Linked DNA regions of Anas platyrhynchos: region 2 is linked to region 1. Evidence: chromatin contacts called from public Hi-C data. All regions are on one chromosome and are shown on one strand. Each heading gives the region's core, a stretch centred on a gene start, on an enhancer-like site or on the middle of the called end of the contact. The rest is flanking DNA. Distances are from core to core; before and after follow the strand shown. Region 1 overlaps RHOBTB1 (Rho related BTB domain containing 1). Region 2 overlaps RHOBTB1 (Rho related BTB domain containing 1).

Region 1 (4,167 bases), core at 505-3,004:
ACCTGGACCACCTATGTAAGGAACCTTTTGACTCTCCCACTGCATGGCACTGAGCATGCACAATATATGCAAAATGCATACAACCATGTACTGCTCATTTCAGTTCTTACATATGAAGAGTGTTAAGAACTCTTTGGAAATCCACTTGGGCCATGTATGTGAAGGGCTGCTTCTGAGACACGCCTGTTCCCAAGCCCACATAATTAGAATACTATTCTATTTCATCTTTGCATCTACTTAATCACTTTCCTTGCATGCCAGGGCACACACACACAGAAAAGTGGTCTTAGATATGTAGGATGCACGCACAATGTGACTGGAGTGGGACAGTATCTGTAGGCTTCCCTGCATTGCTCTGGAAACCGCAAGGAAGAACTTATACAAAAAAAAAAAAACCACAACACCACCACCACACCTGTCTCTACTGCTAAAGATGACAAGAAAGTGGGGCAAATTCAGAACCTAACAAGACACCTTTTCCCAAAGATAACAGACAAGAGCATCAGAGTAATTCATCTCTATGTAACTAAGGAGATTCTAGTAACTCAAAAAGATCCCATCTTCAGTAAGTTGGGGGAAGTCCCGTGTAAAAAATACATATTAAGGTCTGCACCAGTCACTTTGAGCTATTAGAACCTTAAATCATCTTAATCCTTCTCATTACCTTTTTTTTTTGTTGTTTTCTTGTTTATGAAGAACATGACACCTTTCTGCATTTTTTAAATCCCTCTACTCAGTTAATATATTTAGCTTGCTATGACCTGCTACATTTTCCACATTCTTATACTTCAGATATTGAATAGATGTTTTACTTTAGGGACAGGTCATAAACATCAAAAGTGGTACTTGAGACCTGCTACGCTCATAAAATTGTGAAAGGAAGTTTCAATAATCAGAGAAAGGCAAACTAAGGGAGACATACGTAACACACTGCAGGAAAAAAGAAAATGAGCTAATACTGCCTCTACTTAGAGGCAATCTGTACCACTAAAAGCTAGGAAGAGGTAGTACTTAGATATGCTGTCTTCATTGCAGACAAAGCATACTCATCTTAGACCAGGACATTAATGCAAGAGCAACATATTTACAAATTGATTTTCTCAGAAGGGAGTGAAAGGACCTCAGGTTTGTGCACAAGTGGATGAGCTTTCCTTCTTTCTAATGTCTCATTCAACAACTATCCACTGGGATATTAAAAAACTATTAGTGATGCATTTTAGGTACAAGGCATTCACTTCCAAATGTCATTGGTTAAATTAATGCAAATAAAAGCATACAAGGCAACACAAAGCTGTAAGTCTTTTGAGTGTTGATTTAGCCAGTTCACTTAAAGATTATACGTGGGAACAGCCATCAGAGGCACATGCTTTAGAGCAGAGCAGCCATTTCATTACCTTTAGGTGAGAGGTTCTGTGAAATGCAGCACAAAAAGCATAGCATTTTTAAGCGCGCACACAAAAGAAAAAGCTCTAAATCTGTCATTATCAAACTATTTATTCAGAGGGACTTTCCTAATGGCATGTAGTGTGCTGATGATATCTGATAGTGTTGAGGAACAAAACTGGGTCCTCCATAAATGACTTGTTTAAACAAGTGCATCTTCGGTGTTATACAAATATACCATCTAAACATATGCAAGTGTCCAAAGTGGAAGAACACTGAGGCCACAAGAGCACACAACCACAACAGTACATAAGGGATGGCCCCATGCTGAGTTGTGCAAGTTGTGCAACTGTGGGGCCCGCATGCCATCTACTGGACAATTTTGTACTTTCTCTTACCATCTTTTTACCAGCCCATGGGTGCTAGGCTGCTGTGGGAATGTACACTCTCAAGATGTCTACACATGGGCAAGTATCTTTTAATTAACCATAGTGCGATTGAAAACACTGTACAGTGTTGCATGGCACGCCTTGTCACAGGCAGGGATGTATTTAAAGCCTGCCTGTATGTACTTGCTCAACGTTTTGTTATTACAAAAATTCTCCTGCATAAACTGGAAGCAACAATGGGTTATCATTCAGATCTGCTCCTACTGTTTTCACTTATTCAATGAATGAATTATTCCTTCCCCTACACTTTTCATTCATTTCCTAAAGACACCAACCTCAGGGCCATTATGTAGTAATGAGATCCAACAATAAACCAGAGGTATTATCCTTTTATTAAACTGACTGGTACAGGTGGGAGAAGAGAAAAGCAGAGACATTTCACATAACTAAAACCTTATAGTTTCTCCTTCCCCACATATTATAAAAGCCAAAGCTTGTACAAGCTTATAAGGCCTTTTATTTTTATATATTGAAATTAGTGCTGCTGCTGCAACGTTACCACTGGAATTGCTAACACCATCCACCCCTTGGGAGCTCCAGGACTCCGGTTTCTTGTTCTTAGTACATGTGTCTGGGCTCCAGGACACTTCCTTCAAGATGAGTGTCTGGTATTACCATCATACATGAAGAAGTTCTGTGTGCAGTATCAGGTAATACAAATAATATTTAGCAAACTAAAATTGTCCTGTGACAATACAAACATATGCCACATAATCTAACATTTCTGCTGCAGACACTGGGGGATTGGTACTGGCAAATATAATTCTAAGCCTAGCAGGGAAGTATACAGGTGAAAAATTGAATCTGTTTGTAGCATCTTCTATTTGTTTGATTAAAAAAAATGCAAGATACAGGGGAAAAAATACTAGAATTTGTGAAATAGTGTATTAAGTACAAATAATAACTGGAACATGGTTCTCAGAGCATATTTCAGTACTTTTCTGAAAATGGTAGTCATTCTTTGACTTTCACAGTCAGTGAAACATGACGAAGTAACACCATACAGTAATGTCTGGGAAAGGGTGAGAGAATGGGTGATTACTTTGAGAAAATATGCAGGAAATTAAAGTTGCTTCCTTCCCAAAAATGGCTTGGGTACATAGAGCGTAACTTAGAGGAAGCGGTTAATGAGCAAAGCTGGTAAGAGGAGAGCTTCAATATCGAAGGAAGGCAAAAAAAAAAAAAAATCAGAGGTGAAAATGTTATGAAGGAGAAAAACATGGAATGAAATCAGTTTCTGGTGAGTAAGGCGAGGTTACCTATGTAAGTCACAGAAGAACATTTGTGTCTTTACAGAATAGGTAGTTTACTAAGCATAAGGAAAATTACCTTTATCCAAGCATTAATCTGAAATAATTTAAGGGTAAAGAACTCCTAAGCGTAATTGCACAGTAAATATGTTGTGCTGTCACATGCACTGGAACCAGCAGGGCAGGGCACCGTACTTTTGAGCCATACACAAATGCAAGGCTTTAAGAGGAGCCCTGCTGCATGCACTGTCTCTCATTGGTCTGTCCACATGCAACATACCTTGTGCTTTCTAGAAAGCATCAGGCCTTACAGCACATATGAAGAAAGCTTTTCATGCATGCAGTAAATCCTGTGATTAGGGCCACATCAAGCCTTACTGCACATTTGCAGAAAGATAAAATAGCATTTGCATTGCAAGTCTGCTGCTTCCTTGAAGCACTGAACACACAAAGCAACTAAATACGCACGTTCATATTTCCTTGTAAAAAGAGAGAACTCTGCCCATACTTCTGCTGAAGTGGAACTCCATGCATATGGAACAAGAGCCGCCATATCCAAAGACGACAGCAAACACTGCCTATGACACAGAGTCTGACCATCCAGCTTGCAAAACAATTTAAAGCTATTGGTCATCATCAAAACATATATATTTAGTTTTATAAGCTTATTATAGACCTTGTCAGGGTTTTGAGGGAACAAACCTCAACTGAAAAATGGAACAAAAACATTTTTATGTCATCCGGTTTTAATTACACCATTAGAAGACTAAAAACTACACACACCCCGTCTTTTTTTTTTTTTAGTAAAGGTAATGTGTGCACCATCATTAGCAAGTGGAGTAAATTAGTAATTAGTAAATCTGAGGTCAGCCAAGGAGGACAAAGTAACTGGTTTCAGAGAAAATGTTAAAGGGTTAAAAGTTGGGTTAAAAGTGTAACACCTCAGATCATTATGCAGGAAGTTTTGTTTGTGTGTTTGTACAAGCACATACCAGACAGTGGAATAGAGCTGAATGTCCAAAAGCACAAAGCAGGTGCTTAATGTTATTACTTTAAGACCGAATCCAGATTCCTATTGCTGTTAA
Region 2 (4,473 bases), core at 723-3,222, 97 kb before region 1:
TCAGAACTGCTCTTGCAGCTCTTATTCCCACACCTCAGCCTCCCAGCTTCCAAACTGCTTCTGAAGGAGAAATCCCATGCTCTCAGCTGATCTAAGTAACCTTTGCAAAATAGGCATGTGCCTTAAAATATTTTTTGTTCCAACTATGACTACAACCAAACCTACTAGCCAAACCTAACTATGAATTCTTTACTACAATTCTTGAAAAAAAAAAAAAAAAAAGTTCTTTTTTTCACCAGCCTTTTTGTATGTCAAGTATTAAAAAACGTGCAAAATAGAAGAACTGGAGGTGCAGCCTCACACAACACATTTTTCAACCTCATTTTCATTTAATTTTTATCTGTAGATTGGCTTAGGGCTATAAGGTTTTTTTTCTTCCTTTTAGCCATAAGTCAAGACAAATGGCATCGATCACACTGCATGTTTCAGTTCTCTGCCATGCTGTTTTTATGGGAATGAATCATCTGTGAGAAGGAAGCAAAAAGCAAAAGCCAGTAAGAATGACCATTAGCTCTTACATTTCAGGACATAGCGATACTGTTGCTGTGATACAGCAAAATTAGAGGTCAAGATTTAAGTAGTGCATGGATAGAACTTAACAATCTTTGGTTTATTCTGACAATATTTAAAATCATTATGGAGCAATATCTAATATCCACCAAAGACTGGAAGGCTGCATTTAATCATCAACACTTTAAAACTTTACATTTAATAAATAAAGGAAAGCTGGATACAGCTTTATCTGGAGATACCCTATAGATAATCAAGCAGTGTTCTTCTCTTCAAGCCTGTCAACGTAGCCCAGTAGTTTAAATGGGTCAATGTGACAATTCAAAAACAATCATAGAAAAGCACTGTTTTCTCATCATTCAGACTGGGGTGAGAGAAAACGTGCCACAAATGGCATACTTCAAACTTAAGAATTCCCAACACGCATATAAATACATGGGAATTACTTCAGAATAAGGAACACGTGGCATTTCCCCCAGAAACACAGCTCCTCTCTCTCCCTGACTTTTCTACAACCTTTTCCACACCTCAAAACAAACAAACAAAAGAAATTAACAAAAGCAGAATGCATCTTCCTTTTGTTATCCCAAGGTCCCATGCTTTCAGGCAAGATGCAAACCCGGGATCTTGTCTGCTGATGATCAGTAAGAAAAACCGACATCTGTCTAGACAGAACTCACAATCAACATGCCCTTGTCAGTTTAAGAAGCAAGTCAACAATACAACCACCATATCAGAATGCATCGTGTCACGAGTATCAAAATATCTTGCTGCTGCTGTAGCTGGGATTTGTGGGAAGTATGGGAAGATGGCTATGAGCACTGAGGCTAAGAGTGCCAGTGCAGAACTGTGTTCAAGATAAATGCCTTCTTTACGCCTCATCTTAAGACATAAAGATAAGGTATGAGATAAGGAATGCCTTTTTTTCCTTCATTTTCTGAACCTCAAGCCCAATCGTCTCTTTCATGTTTTTATCATGTCCACAAAGCTAGACAGACAAATGAGACCGACCTCAGAGTAAGACTGCTTCTCATGTGCAAATATCAGCTTGAATGCCCTGCAAATAACTAGGAAAAGAATTAACAAAATTTTGCTATAAAATACATGTACAGTACACGAGCACTTGTGGGAGGCTAGGGTCTGTGCCTCTTTAACAGCAGCAAACCCAAATCAATGCCCATGCACAAGGCAGGGACTAATCCAGCCTTGCAAAAATTGAATGATTTTGCAGCCTAGGAGCTGACCACTGGTTTTCCAGGCTGCTCACTGCAGGCAGGAAGGACGCAGCATAAGCTGCTGCGCATTCATGGTCAGCACTAATTCTAGAGACTATTGCTTACTTGTGCAATATTGTTCACAGTTAGCTCATCACGGGGATACTTTTCAGGAAAAAGTATTTGTTACAGCTTTTTTTTTTTTTTTTTTTCTCTGAATAGGTAGCTTGACGGTTTGCCCTGCTCAGTGTAACCTCTTGGTTAGTGAGCAGCAGAGGAGAAGAATACAGGCTGCTCACATCTGGTCCCCAGTCAGCAGTTAGTCAGACATGGCAAAGAAAAAACACGACGAACAACACTGACCTTGACCTCGTTTTTATAGGTTGTGGAGGACTTTTTTGTGGGATGGGGTTGGTTTATTTTGTGTCCACACACACTTGTGTGTATGGTTTGGTCTTTTTGTTTTGAAAGGGAGGTAGGAGAAGGAGGAACAACATGACAGAAGGGAGCATTTATAACCATTTCATTTATACCTCCTAGGATAGTTCCACCACATGCTGGCAAAGAGCATGGCAGGGAATTACCCTTGATACTGGAGTGACGGAAGAGCTGTTTTGAAGTGGTTGCTGCAAACAGCAAAAAATTGATCTGAGACTTTTGCCAATACAATGTAAAATGAAAACAGCCAACTCCAACTTTAAATAATGTTTTAAATGCCACAGAGCCTATAGGTCAAAATTTGTGTAAGTAACTGATCTTCATTGATTTCAGCCTCTCTCACAGGTTCTGAATAACTAAAAATCAAAATCATGACATACATTTTCTGTCCACAGGGTGGCAAAAATGGGTTGCTCATAGAAAAATCCTTACCACTTACAAACAAGTATGTAATTGTATGCAACTTCGCCCCCCTCCATATTTTTTCTTATTCTAACAGGGTAAAGGCTTCCAAATTGCCCTTAGATGTTCCATTTTTTCATGCAACATGATAATATTCTGATCAAGCTATTTGAGTAGACACAACCTAAACATATATATATATATATATATATATATATATACACACACACCATTTTGGCAGAGTTTGCAAGATATTGCAATATATTGGAATGACTTCTATTGCTATATATCCTACATTCCAGCACATGACATTTCACATTACATTTACAGAATTTATTTAAAGAATGTGAAGAACACTTCTCCCTAAATGTTTGCTTCTGGCGGAAATTATTCTTCCATTTTTATTTATTTTAACCTGAGTAGACCAATCTTTATCACACATACATTGATGCACAAAGAAGAAAAAGGTCAGCATCTCAGGTATCTGAGTTCGAATTAATCTCCTAAATTGTCTGTCCACTCCCCATTTACACAAACTTAAGAAGCTTCTTGACTCAGCACGTACTAACGATTCCTTATAAATTAGCAGAAAGTTCCTCCTAATACTAATGTCAGCTGCATTGACAGTCTCTACATTCTTTGTGGAGCTACCAGAAATTCAGACGCACGGGTAAAACAAAACTAGCCACAGCAAAGCCTCTGAATCCTCTTTCCTATGCAGTTCTCCAAACCAAGTCAGCTAATAGCACGGTCTTCTCTGGTGGCACTAAAAAGCCAAACCAGAGTGGAGGCATTTCATAAGACTGAGTTTTAAACACATCTGCAGTCACCATTAATCCAGCCAGCAATATTTCACTGCATTATGGCTCACAATGAAACATGATGATGCATTATCCTAATCATCTCCGTAAACTACAGGGTATACTGCCGCATCTTGTCAATTTGCATCATTTTCACTGACATTTCTGGTTAGCAAAAAGAAGTCTTCAGGCAAAACAGCACACTCACAGAAACATTGGTTATAGCAAGCATGTGGCCATTTTCCCCTCAAGTCCTGAGTGCTATCTAACAGTTATTTGTTCATGGCATCATCTCTCTGAACTTGCTTGAAGAAAAAAAGCTTGATCTTCATAGTGACTTCCCCGATCAAGTTGCATCTAGATCATTTTTACATGATATATAACAACTAATTTTACCAGATTTCTTTATCTATTTTCAGAAAAATTCTTTACAAAAGTAAATGGAGATATCTGAAATATACCATCATTTTATCTGAATATATACCATCATATATCTGAAATATACATCATTTTGACTGTCCACTGCAATGCTTATTAACAGTAAGATTTAGCACCAGCAAAGTATCAGAACTCGTTTTAAAGCTCAAACCAACTGGAATTGAGACATCAAGACAGAACAGCAGCAAGGGTTCCTTGTTGTACGTAAGGATGCAGGTTCTTCAGATTCCCATAAAAACAATAGTATTTTTCAATACAACCAAAAAAAAAAAAAAAATCACTTAGATCTACAAGTCTAGATCAAACCTCCTTTTTACACCCAAGCCAGAAAATAGCAGCTGTTCTGTGAAACCCAGGTCTGCAAAACCTTACTTGCAGAGTTTCATATGGGTTCTTAACACTTAATTCAGTGGGGCTTCTACAAACCTTTAAGGCTTCACAGGAGTGAAGTCTAAGGGGAACAGAAGGGGAACTCTTCCAAGGCACATCACTTTTATCAGCCATCGGACTTGCTCTCTCAGGCTTCCTCCTCCCATTCTTCTGCTGCTGTACTTGCATGTAACTCACATGCGTGGCCAGTGCTCCTCTTTGGGATGCACCCTTCCCTGCAAACTCACATTCAAAGTACCCTTACGGGAGGAAAAGAAAAACGTTAGGAGGACGTTTCAAGA

What was found. A called contact is a pair of places that touch in the nucleus more often than the background predicts.
Region 2: a contact with region 1 is called in a Hi-C map of liver, with 2.3 times the contacts expected there. The contact joins two enhancer-like sites. A contact is called at or near these places in 5 of 8 Hi-C or Micro-C datasets (F5 follicle, liver, skeletal muscle and 1 more).

Annotation. Positions count from the first base shown.
Region 1 is chr6:10,315,243-10,319,409 of IASCAAS_PekinDuck_T2T, reverse strand. The region is part of intron 20 of RHOBTB1 (Rho related BTB domain containing 1); the gene reads right to left. The region is part of intron 1 of ANK3 (ankyrin 3); the gene reads right to left. Among named protein-coding and RNA genes, the nearest start is that of ANK3, 25 kb to the right of the region's middle. Within about 2 kb of position 1,754, at least 2 of the 8 cell types and tissues checked have an H3K27ac peak or open chromatin away from gene starts, as enhancers often do.
Region 2 is chr6:10,411,745-10,416,217 of IASCAAS_PekinDuck_T2T, reverse strand. The region is part of intron 21 of RHOBTB1 (Rho related BTB domain containing 1); the gene reads right to left. The region is part of intron 2 of ANK3 (ankyrin 3); the gene reads right to left. Among named protein-coding and RNA genes, the nearest start is that of ANK3, 120 kb to the right of the region's middle. Within about 2 kb of position 1,972, at least 1 of the 8 cell types and tissues checked has an H3K27ac peak or open chromatin away from gene starts, as enhancers often do.